2 separate regions of the Capsicum annuum genome follow, and region 2 is linked to region 1. Evidence: chromatin contacts called from public Hi-C data. All regions are on one chromosome and are shown on one strand. Each heading gives the region's core, a stretch centred on a gene start, on an enhancer-like site or on the middle of the called end of the contact. The rest is flanking DNA. Distances are from core to core; before and after follow the strand shown.

What was found. A called contact is a pair of places that touch in the nucleus more often than the background predicts.
Region 2: a Hi-C map of placenta shows a contact between it and region 1, with 8 times the contacts expected there. The contact joins two enhancer-like sites. A contact is called at or near these places in 2 of 5 Hi-C or Micro-C datasets (leaf and placenta).

Annotation. Positions count from the first base shown.
Region 1 is chr12:229,197,434-229,204,215 of UCD10Xv1.1, reverse strand. No RefSeq gene overlaps it. Among protein-coding and RNA genes, the nearest start is that of LOC107851714, 20 kb to the right of the region's middle. Within about 2 kb of position 3,050, at least 1 of the 5 cell types and tissues checked has an H3K27ac peak or open chromatin away from gene starts, as enhancers often do.
Region 2 is chr12:229,563,955-229,570,736 of UCD10Xv1.1, reverse strand. No RefSeq gene overlaps it. Among protein-coding and RNA genes, the nearest start is that of LOC124889475, 3.9 kb to the right of the region's middle. Within about 2 kb of position 2,621, at least 2 of the 5 cell types and tissues checked have an H3K27ac peak or open chromatin away from gene starts, as enhancers often do.

The sequences.
Region 1 (6,782 bases), core at 1,801-4,300:
GTTGGTTGTGCTTTCTTTTTCAATAATGAAATGTGTCCGTACAGATGGCACATGTGAAACATGCATTATACTCCCTTCGTTTTTTAAAAAAATTAAGTAATATTTTTTTTTTACTCCGTTTAAAAAAAATAATCTTTATCCCTTTTTGATAATATTTTAATTTTAATTTTTCATATCATATATTTAAAATCATAAAATTAAAGAATATTTTAGTATATTTGACATAAATTTAATTTAGGATCACAAAATTAAAAATCTTCTCTATTTTTTTGAACTCCAATTCAAATTAAAATAGATTATTTTTTTTAAATAAAGAGAGTAATTAATTTGTAAAAGGTTTTAAGAGATATAATTTTATATGTCAAAATTTTGAAAAAGTATAAATCATAAGAAAGCAACAGGTGGTTGGATGTTATTAATTATTGTTTTTTCTTCATATATGTCAAATCACATATCATGAGTATTCATAGTATTGATCATTTCAACTCATCATAAGACTTAAACGCAATTATATGTGTTTGATTTCATTGCAATCGCTTAAACTATTGTGATTTTATAGAAGGGTATTCAACTTTTATCATAATGTTACCAAAGACATTAAGTTACTTTTTGTATTAAAAAAAATCACTTAGGTTTGTTGTACGAATCACAAAGAGTTACTCTTCATGTTTTAATTTGTTTGGCTTGATTTGAAGTATGATGATCAAATTAATTAATATTTTTTGTGTGAATATGGCCATAAAATTTTTAATTTTATAAAAATAAAATTTACATATTTAAAAATTACATAAAAAAATTTGTAACTCATAATAATTAAAAATTTAAAACTTTTACAAAATATTTGCTCCCCACCTCTCAATAAAAGTCCATAATGTACTATATTACATCACAAGTTTAAAGAGGAGTTAATTTGCAAGATATAATGATCCAAATAGTTTCTAATAACTCAAGGGACAGTACAAAAAGACCTATATATATGGCCTTTCATCAAGCAAGAAAATGCGCTCAGCCTCACACAATTAATTAGTTCTTCTCATTATTATAAAAAAAAAAAAAAAAAAAAGTCTACTACAAATTGTGCTAAAATATCTAGGATGTTTCAATCACATAATCTAGCTAGCTTTTTTGGCTTTCTCTTTGTAGGAGTGCTATATAATAGTGCATCTTTCTTCACTTAAAAAAAAATTAGCTTTGTATTTCGTTACTAATCTATCACTCTACTAAACTGCTCGCAGCTAACATGTTTTAAATAGTCCTTCGTTAAGTACAACTAACAAAAAAAAAATTGCTTGGCTACAAAATTAGTTCATCCTAAATTTCTGTTTGTTTTTTTTTGGAGTAGTGATTAACTTAATTATATCACTATATATTTTTTTTCAATAATTTGACTGATGATCATGTATAACATTGTGAGTTTTTCATAATTCTTTATGCATAGATGTTACAGTTCATACATCAAACATCAAAGTGATGGCTATGCGAGATCTACCACTTGAATTTGAAGTGTTTGAGCAAATTTTTCTCCCAGATCTTAAAGCCTTGAAAAGGTGTGGCTATCGTTGTACAACTAATGAGGATTGTAAACCACTTACAGTTTGTAACACTTGTCGCCATAGTTGGACTAGGAATAGGCTGGCTTGCGTCGTTCCGGAAAAATAATCGACTTGAAGGCCTCATGTATACTCGGTGCATTATGGGGATTTTAATGCACTATTCTTTTAAGGTCTCTTATGTGTATGATATTTCTGTCACGTTTATTGTAAGATAAAACAATAAGTGACCACTTGTGCGTACTATATATTTATAAATTTATCATTATGAATAAATGAATGTAATGGATATTAAGTAGATATCCTAATCAAGGCAGATAATTGGCGTATATTGATCTTTCATGATCCATATATATCACATCATCATCACGTGTATTATGTACCTATAATATGTTGTAATGTATGAGTATGTTGTTATGTGTCGTTACTATATGTCATGTATAATTGATCTCAATTTTAATTAAATTTCGTGCATAGTCAAATATGACCACATAAATTAAACAAAGGATGAATTGTGTGTGTGTGTTTATATATGCACACTTAATTTTTAAAAAAAATTTACGTTATATATGAACCATGATTACATGTTATTATAGGTCATTTAATTTGATAGCGTAAAACATTTCCGTACTTGAGCGCCATTTGCTATTGAATTCTAATATTCTCTAAGTTTTTAGATGTTAATAATTTACTTCTTAAGTTGTCATTGCTGATGATATACGTAGGATAAGAAATGTCACTTCACTTGAGCTCGGCTAAATTGTAGTAAAGTTTGATTAAGCTCATCTTGGCTTAGCAATTTATGAAAGAAATTTGACTAGGCTAAACTCAGATTTCACTCGATCATAGAGTAGGTTCATGTTAAACTCGGCTCGGCTCGGCTCGGCTCGGCTCAACCAAACCATCAAGTCTATGTATGAGATCTTAAAGTATCTTTAGCAATAGAGAAAAAAGAGAGCATTGGTGCTATGGATGGATCAGAACTTTATAAATAACATAAATATCAACCCTTTTAAAAGTAATTACACTCTCCCCCATTTTTTTAATTACTTTACTCTCTCTCCCTATTAATATACATAACATAACCGATATATACATAGCATTCTGTGTATATATTGGGATTTTTGTAATATGTTTAGGGAGTTGGGATTTTTTGTAATATTGAAAAAATAGGTTGTGTATTTATGTAATTTTTGGAACTTTAGAACCACCCAGTCCAGGCAAAATATTTTTTAAAAATTACACAAATACACAACTTATGTTTCCAATATTACAAAAAATCTCAACTCTCTAAACATATTACAAAAATCACAACATATACACAGAATGTTATGTATATGTCGACTATATTATGTATATTAATAGAGAGAGTAAAGTAATTCAAAAAAGGGAAAGAGTGTAATTACTTAGGATTGGTATTTATGTTATTTATACCTTGTCCAAGCCCAAATGAATAAATGGGCCTAGGTCCATGTATTAGTTTTCCTTGTTCAACCCTAAATGAGGAGCGGATGGGCCAAGCCCAAGTACTGCCTTTAGTCTTGCATCTTCAAGCACTAGCAAGTACATATGAACATGATTTTTTTTTTCGGCTAAAGCCATCGACAGGCCCTCAAACTTGTTTTGAAAATTTACTTAAACCCCTCAACTAAGGCCTGTACCTATCAGGCCCCTAACCCCCGAATTTGATCCAATCAAACATTTTTTGCCTACATGGCACTGCGCATGTTTTTTACTCGATATAGGTGTGTGAAGCCAAAAAAAAATGTTTTGACAAGCCAATTAAATATTGACATGTCAAACAAAAAAAAAACTAAAATTAAATATAAAAAAAGGCCGCCTGGCCATTTTAATTCTTTTTTTTTAAAATGCCTTCTTCCTCAAGGCTGTCATCTTCCTCAAAAGGCCATTCATTTTAATTATTTTTTTTAAAGGTCTTCTCCCTCCCCTCAACGAAAAAATTACCAATTAAGGGAAATTATCCTTGCCACCATTGTTGTCGTCCTTTTTTAGCGAAAAAATGAAGATTAACATTACAGAATAGTATGTTACTGTCCTCAACGGAAAAATACCAATTAACGGAGATTGCCATTGTCACCATTGTTATGACTCATTACTGAGATGTTTGTAATTTGATTGTTGAATTTCAAATTTAAGCTTTGATATATTCTCGCTTTGGTTTTTTATAGAGTTGTAATGACGGTTTTGAGGTAAATTGGCAAATACTTAGTTGATGGAGGAGGGAGGAGCAGGGTGGGGTGAGGTGAAGAAGAAGACGACTGGGGGTGGGGGTGTTTTTTTTCTTTTTTTTTTTAATTAGAAATTATTACTTATTAAATAGATAATAAATAAAAAATAGAAAAATCAGTAATTCCACGTATAATTTTTTCTTGCCACATATTATTTTTTAATTGGTTAATTTTTTCACGTCAGGCGAGTGTATTACACACACTCTATATCTGTTGCTGATTAGGTAAAAAAGGTCTAATTGGATCAAAATGCGGGTGGGTTAGGGGTTTGATAGGTACAAGCCTTAGTTGAGGGGTCTACGTGAATTTTTGGGACAAGTTTAAGGGTCTGTGGATGACTTTAACCTGTTTTTCTTTCACGAAGTTGATTTTCATTATATAAAAGTATGAAAATTTGTGTTTTGACTAGCTTATTTAATAGTTCGGATAATACATTGTTAAAGCACAAAACAACACATAGTTTCATTAGATCACTAGTTATAAAAAAAGAGTAACATTTGGTCACAAAGTGTTTTAGTGGTTGTGTATATTATGTAGAGAACTTTAGGGTGTTAGAAAACGACAACAATAATATATCCGATGGAATTTTATGAGGATAGAATGAATGCAGATATTATCTCTATTGAGATAGAGATGTTTTTGATAGACTTTAAAAAGAATGACACTTTCATGAAATTTCAAAATCCACAAGTGGTGGAAGTCAGAATATTGTCATAGAATTATATTTGTAAAATTTGAAACTCAAAAGTCAACGATAAACAGGATCAAGAAATATAATAGATATTATTTCTACAATAAATTAGGAATTGTCTCAATATAAAATTTGACAGTAATTTTATACCAATATTTAACTATCAATATTAGCTAAAACCAAGATAATAAAATTTATGCTAAAATCTTAAAAATTATCTATTTCATATAAGAAAATAAAATTATAAATTTAACGGAAATAACCTTATTTTGAATCCAACAATCCATTGCACAAAGGATTTATTTTTAAATGGCCAAATACATCGTCAGGTCCCTCAATTTGACACGAACTTACAGTTTCGCACCTCAAATGGGCAACGTTCATTTTAAGCACCTAGACCAGCTACAAATTGTGTCATTTTGCCACCTTTTTCATCAGATTTGATGCATGAGGTGCATTCGCTCCCACGTGGATGAAAACGGCCAATTAATTTGTGTCAACTCATTTAAATCGCCACATCATTATATACATCCATAATTATTTTTTATTTTTTTTGAAAAAAAGGACCAAAATCATCATCTTTCCCACCTGACCCATCTTCTTTAACCTCCACTAATGGAGGTTGAATTTTTCATTCTCTTTATGAGTTTTTTTAATCGAGATATTTGCAGTCATAGTGCCGCCGAAATCTCTTTTTTCTTGAGCTTTATTGACATATCTAAGCCATAATTTTTTAGAAAATTAGAAAATTGATTAACAAAAATAAAACATGGGTACTGTCGGGATTTTGCAGTCATAGAAGTGAATTTTGCAGTTCAAATTATACTTTAACAATATTCTTTAAGAGTTAATTATCATATTGATACAATATATTATTTTTCATGTTTGAATTATTATCTTAATTTAAAAAAAAAAAAACGATCTATTTTCTTTTTAGTTTGTATAAAAAAAATGACCTCTATCCGTCTTAATTTTAGTTTTTCATATGACATATTTAAAATTATAAAATTAAAGAATATTTTGATACATTTGACATAACTTTAATTAGGATTACAAAATTATTATTTTTTTATTTTTTTAAACTCTATTTCAAGTTAAAGTAGATCATTCTTTATTAAATAGGTTGAGTAATTAATTACTACAAGGTTTTAAGAGATATAACTTTTATATGTAAAAAGTTTGAAAAGTATAAATCATAAGAAAGTAACAGCTTGTTGAATGTTATTAATTATTGCTTTCTCTTGATATATGTCAAATTACATATGATGAGTATTCATTAGTATTGATCGTTTCATTTAAGCATAAGACTCAAACACAATTATATGTATTTGATTTTATTATAATCGATTAAGCTATTGTGATTTTATGGAAGGGAATTCAACTTTTATTATAATGTTATCAAAGATACAAAGTTATTTTTTGTAATAAAGAAATCACTTAGATTTGTTGTAAGAATCACGAAAAGTTACTTCCCATATTTCAATTTCTCTGGCTTGATTTGAAATATGATGATCAAATTGATTAGTATTTTTTGTGTGAATACGGCCATAGTATTTTCAATTTTATAAAAATAAAATTTACGTATTTAGAAACTACATAAAATGTTTTATAACTCATAATAATTACAAATTTAAAACTTTTTAAAAATATTTGCTCCTCACCTCTTAATAAAAGTCCATAATGGACTATATGGCATCACAAGTTCAGAGAGGGGTTAATTTGCAAGATATAATGATCCAAATAGTTTCTAATAACTCAAGGAACAGTACAAAATGATCTATATATATGGTCTTTCATCAAGCAAGAAAATGCACTCACACAATTAATTAGTTCTTTTCATTATAAAAAAAAAATATCTACTCCAAATTGTGTTAAAATGGCTAGGATGTTTCAATCACATAATCTAGCTAGCTTTTTTGGCTCTCTTTGTAGGAGTGCTACTAGCTGGTCAGTTACTTCATCACTCTTAATTTAGTCAAACACTAGTATATAATAGTGTATCTTTCTTCACTAAAAATAAGTAGCTTTGTATTTCGTTACTAATATATTATTCTACTATGTTGCTCGTAGCTAACATGTATTAACTATCCCTTTGTTAAGTACAACTGATGAAAGAAATTTTGTTGTTTGGCTACAAAATTAGTTCGTCCTAAATTTTAGGTTTTTTTTTTTTTGTATGTATTAGTTTAATTATATCACTGTATTTTTTTCCAATAGTTTGATTGATGATTACGTTGTATATGTGATTTTTTTCATAATTCTTTGTGCACCGATGTTATCCTTACAGTTCAT
Region 2 (6,782 bases), core at 1,372-3,871, 370 kb before region 1:
CGCATGGTCTGTCAGGCAATGACGTTACTTTTTCTAGCCGTCTGTTCAAATTATTTGTTTCCGTATATAGTGGTGGACTCAAAATTTAGAAATTAACGATACTTAAGAGGTTTGAATACATATATTGACATCTAAAATATGAAGATTTTGCTTGAAAAATTAAACAAAGCACTGAGTTATCTTTTTAACTTCAAAGAGTGATTTCTTCATTATGAATCACTTTCTATATATTTCTTATATAATTATACCTAAACTGTATTAATTTTAACGAGTGACATAGCATTGCATACTTACACCTAGGTTCGGCCCCACCCTCACGCAATAATTTTAGAGAAAAAGACACCACATAGTCATTTTTAAAACAAATAGTCCAAGTTTGACATTCTGCCAAAAATTAGCCAGTTTGCTTTTTTTTTTTTCCACATTATAGTCATTTTCTAATTTGGGTCATTTTGGTTCATGTTGTTCAGATACAGTTTATATACCAAATTGATACAGTTCATATACAATACTGATACAATTTCCAACTTGGACCATTCGGCCCTTTTCTAAAAATATTTTAATTTTTTTTTTGCTACAAATTTTTTAACTAAAAAATATTCCACTTTTTTTTTGTTATTTAAAAATAAAAATTAAATATAATTGTATAATAGTGATATAATTGTTATATAAAATATGTATCTATGTAAGATATATGTATAGAAATTGGATAGTTCTATCAAATATGTATATGTATAAAATATATATACAAAAATGTATAAAAAGTGTATAAAAATTATATAATTGTTGTACAAAATGTGTAAGAAAAAAAAATATACAATTATTGTATAAATTGTGTATCGAAACTATATAATTTTCGTATAGAATATTTATATGCATAGGATATGTATAGAAACTGTATAGAATATATATAGATACTATATAAAACAAGCCAACAAATTAAAATGGATAGAAAATAAAATTTGAATACCATAATCATTTTCGTGAAATTAATTTCGATCGTGTAGTCATTTGTATCCTTTTCCCATAATTTTAGTGATGATATATCAACATAGAACCAAATATCTAAATTGAATTTGTTTGCATATGTAGATTTGTGTGGACAAAGATTCCATACAACTCACACGTGAATATTATGGCAAACAAATGGACCATCTTCCCCATGCATGATAACCCCACTAATTTTGAAATTAATTTAAAAGTAAGTTTATTTAATATTTGATTGAGATAAAATCGTAAGATAATTTATTAATGATCAAAAAATAACTGGCAAGACAAATACTGTTGATTATAATGTGAAATGTATTTGTACTTGAGGAATATCTTTTGCCATTCTGTAGTGCTTTCACCGTTAAATGAAAACAAAGAAAAAGGAAAAAAATATTTAAAGGCGTTTTTTTCATTAATTAAATCGGAAATCAGATTATTAAGGACTGAAAATCAATATTAGCAAATATCTTATTTGGTAACTAGATTAACATATTTACAATTCGATAGATCAAACACATAATATACAAAATCAGACCGAATCTACCAATAAATAACCTAAGTAAAATAGGAATGAAGTAACCCAATTCTTTTAGAATTCATGACACACACCCTTGAACATTTTAAACGAATAGAAAGGAAATTAATACACACCATCTCATAGTACATTAAGGTCGTTTGGTAGAGTGTATTAAAAAATTAATGCATACATTAGTTTAATATGTATTACTAACACTTTGTTTGATATATTTTTGCACCTTATGTATAACTAATGCACTCTATTGTGTATTGGGGTGTGTATTACTAATACCTTAAAATCTATGGTATTAGCAATGCAATGGATCAAATACATGCATTAACATGATTAAAAGACACTATTATCCTTAAAAAAAATTCACATCCTTTCCAACATATATATGAAGGATATTAATGTAAAATTTTTTATTTTTTTTTTGAAATTATTTAATTTTTGTTATTTTTAATACATCAAACCAAACACTGCATAAGAAAAATACAAGCATAGGTAACACAAGCATTACTAATACAAACATTACTAACACACCATATTTTGCATTATTCGTATACACTCTATCAAACGACCCCTAAGACATATTCTACGTGCATACTTGATAGTACACATGTGATGATGTGATATACTCCCTTTGTTTCAAAATAAATGAATTGTTGGGGTATTTATTGGTGTTTCAAGATAAGTGAATTGTTGAATTTTTTTTTAAAATTACCCTTATGATTTGATAAGTAAAAGAGACTGCACCTTTTTCTTTTTTTGGGTAAAAGAGACTTCAAGGGTAAAAATGAAAATTTATATTAAATTTATGTCTTGGATGTTTTTTTTTTAAATCTATGTGTCAAAATCCAACAATTCATTTATTTCGAAACGGAGGGAGTATCATATATATGATCTTGAAAGATCAATATATACCAATCTACTTAGGATATTGGATATTCATTACATTTATCTATATCGAACGCTATATACATAAATATGTATATATGACAAGTGACACAAATATTAGACACATATACAAGGCCTTAATGGGGCATGACAACTGCAGTACTAATGCTTTCACTATGCTCGAGGGAGGCCATCAAGTCGATTACTTTATTGAAGTGAGGCAACCCAACCTTCCCCTAAGCCAACTTTGGCGAAAAGTTGGACAAAATATAAGTGTCACATACATATAACATAATCATTAGTTAAATTATTGAAAATAAAGATAATATAATCAAGCTATATAAAAATCACTATTAAAATGGAAGAAATTTAGGACTGACGAATTTTGTAGCTAAACAACAAAATCCGTCACTAAATTATTGAAAAAAATATTAATTACGAACAATTTAGCAATAGATTAGTGACAAAATTTAGTGTTAATTCCAATTTTTTTTTTTTTTGGTTATAATGAATACAAGTGCTCTATTATATAGTACTTGGTTATAACAAGTACTTCTTGTTTGATGCTAGTTTGCCATGTGCACTCTGACTCACATTTTTACTAAAGAAAAAGAAAGCACAAGTGACATTGGTCTAGTGAAAGGGCCAACACACATATGGTCCTATTTAGTGGTACTTGATCTATGGTCCCTTTGGATAAAATAACTTTCCTACTTAATTGATAAGATTTGTTTAGTAGGAAGTATAAGGTATGATAATTTAAAGATATAATATAGCAGTATATGATGATTTATTCTGTGTTGAGAAAATAATCTATTACTTTTTCAATTTTTAGTTGAAATTTCAATTACACACTCAATCTTTAAAGGAGACCTATTACCCCTAAATTTTTTTATCGAATTTATTATCCCTCAATTGCTGACCTGTCAATATAAATCAATTAATAATACATTTGTGTATTTCACGCACCTGGGCCCACACCGATATTCTCATTTTTCTTTACAATAAATATCTCATCTCCATTCTCTTCCATCCTTTCATTTTCAAGAAAAACTTTTCATCTTTCTCTTTCCTCTCTCTTCCCTCTTGACACCATGATTTCATCTTCTCTTTTTTTTTTTTGGAAGATTGTTATTGTAATTTACACTTTTGGTTGTGGATTTTCAAACAATCATCTTGTTGCTATTATAAGGTGTGTGTTTTTCCTCAACTGAAAAAAATTGAATTAGAATTTTTATCTATTCTTTAAATTTGAGTGAAATTAACTGGTGCTTTAAGTTGTCTAAGTGTTTGATTAATAGCGTATTACGTTCGTAAGTACATCAAATTAGGATTTTTGTTGATTGTGTAAGTCGGTTTAGGGGAGAAATTAGAATTTTTTTCTCCCATTTGTTGTTAATGTGAAAAATTCCATGTTTGCATCTTCGATTTGTTGTTAATGAAGTTTGCAAGTTCAACAAAATTCCATGTTTGCATCTCACTATAGCATTGAGCATTGGGTCTGATTCATTCATACAAAGCTTATTCAATTCCTCATTTGCCCTATTAAGAATTCCGACAAAATCAATCAACAAATTACGAACCCCAAATTAAAGTTGGATAAGATTATAAATCACAACTTCAAGAGTTCAACAAGAAATCGGTATTACAAACTAAGCTAAGAAGATGTTTGACAGAAATCGAAAAAAAAAATGGAGGAGAAGAAGTCTTATCGAAGAAGATGAGTTTGGACCGTTGGGAACACACACTTTAATAAGAAATTAGAAATTCTCAATTAGAAAGAAAAGAGAGAATTGAATAATATATAATATAATAAAATATTTATTATATTATTAAAAATAATGACATGGCAATTAGAAAATAAATAATTTAAAGTGAAAATGAGTCATCTGACATGTCCATGGGCGGTGTAGTCACGTCCATTGACAGGTCAGTAATTAGGGGTAATAAATTCGGAAAAGAAAAGTTTAGGGATAATAGGTCTCCTTTAAAGATTGAGTGTGTAGTTGAAATTTTGACTAAAGGTTGGGGGATAATAAATCATTTTCTCTTCTGTATTTGATTGAAAGTATTACTTAGTTCTAAAATTATTTATTTCACCATTTATATCATAATGATAGAATTAGTTATCTCTTATACATGTGGGATAACTTATTGTGGAGTAGTTATATCTCGGAATAACTTGTTCCTAACCAAATGATATTTAAATTATTAATTCAACCCATATTTTGAACTTGTTTTCTAGCCTGTTATAATTTATTTATTTTTTAAATTTTATGGTCTTTTAATGAAAGATGTTGCCTTTTTAAACATAAGTGATATTTAATTTTACGCATAAAAAATCTGTATTTATTTTTTTAATAAGTCTAAAAATCTCATTTCCTCGTCAGACTAGGCCTGACCTTCTCTAGCTTATCTGAATAAATTATTTGTCCCATACACAACGAGTATGGAAAATGATATTCCCTTCATTTCATAATAAATGAATTGTTAGATTTTGACATACATATTAAGAAAAAAATATTAAAGACATAAATTTAACACAACTTTCCATTTTATTCCCCAAAAAAATTAACCTTGTAATACCTTTTCAAAAGTTAATTGATTGTCAAATCATAAGGGTAGATTTGAAAAGAATTTCAATGATTCACTTATTTTGAAACACCAATAAATCTCCAAACAATTCACTTATTTCGAAATAGAGTGAGTATCTACTTTCAACCAACATCTAAAATTGGATTTGTTTACATCATATCGATGGTGTAGTTTTGTGCTTGATAAATTAAAGGTGCAATTAACTTACACATGCATATTATGGCAAATTAAATGGACCCAAAGAAATATGATAGATGAGATATGTAGCAATTGGATTCAAATCAGTTTAGAAAAGTAACTTATTTAAATAATCCAAAAAGACATTTTATTATTTCAAGAGCCCTCTTCCTCTTCTTTTTTCTTGTTAATTATAATTTTTTTCTTTTTAAAAAATTAATTTAGGCGTGTAAGCTGAAGAAGAAAAAGAAAAGAAATATTATATTTGAAATTGTTTTATGCACTTAAAAGAGGAAAGAGAATGAAATACACTCTTTTTGCCATTTCAACTTTGTATAGTGTTTGATCTTGTATTATCTGAACTATTTATTTTATTTCTTAAGCAAAACCAAAATAATTATGCTTAGTCTAAATGCAATTTTACATACTTTGTGCACCGAATGACAATTAACTCCTAAAAAAAACTACATTTTTATATGAACTTTCAAGGTGAAAGATTACGTCATGAGAAAAATTTACTTTTTTGAGATTTTTTTCCTCTTTATAAAAATATCGTTTAGTCATAAAAACTCCAAATACAACTTGTGAAAATATATCTCAACCTGTTTGCATTTTTTTCAATCAACTCCAACTTCTCTCTTATATTTAAAAAAGTGGCTTCAAAAGTCTAAAAAATCAAAACACAACTTCAATTCTAAAATATTTTGATTTTCATAGCCGAACGCCTACTAAATATAGTATTTGGGCTAAATCTTGGCCCATCCATTCCCCCATTTGGGCTTGGAAAGGAAAACTTATCTATGGGCTTGGGCTGGGTGGCTCTCAACTTCTAATCTATCCCAACCCCATTCATCCATTTTGCCTCTTTTTCCAATGGTATTTTGCTATCTCATACATAAACTTGAGTCGAGTCGAGTCGAGTTGAGTTGAGTTGAACTGAGTTGAATGTAGTTCGACTTCGTCTATTCTTTCATTGAGTAAAGTTTGAGTAGGCCTGATCGAACTTTTGCACAAGACTGAGTCGAACTGAATTTAATCGAAATTTACTATAATTTAATTGAGTCTGAATCACGCGTCTTACTTATCCTACGTGCCTCACTAAGTATAAAAATAAAACATAAGAAGTAATTGATCACTATTAACAAAAAGGAATTAGCAATGAACAAATTTTTATCCAAACAACAAAATCTGTTGCTAATCTTATTTAGTAACAAATGAGTGATTTAGCCCATGGTTTTGGGGTGGGCCCAGGGCCGGCATCGTTTTGGGCCAAAACACGACTGGTGTCCCCCGACTTGGGAAGCGTGTGAGTAATTAATTTTAGAATGAGTTTATATCATGTTTGATTGGAATAAAATTGTGAGATAACTTATTCCAATATTTAAGTATCTCGATGTTGTAGTATTATTTTTATCCCTTATGAATGATAGAATAACAATCTCAAAATTAATTCCTCTTATTTTTTTAGTTAATTGATTTTTTTCTTCATTTTATTAGTTTAATGAAGGACAAAATGTTTGAATCATTTCTTTAAAAAATTTCGCACTATTACAATATTATAAATATAATATTAATTTTTTTTGGTCAAGATGTAAATATTAATTGA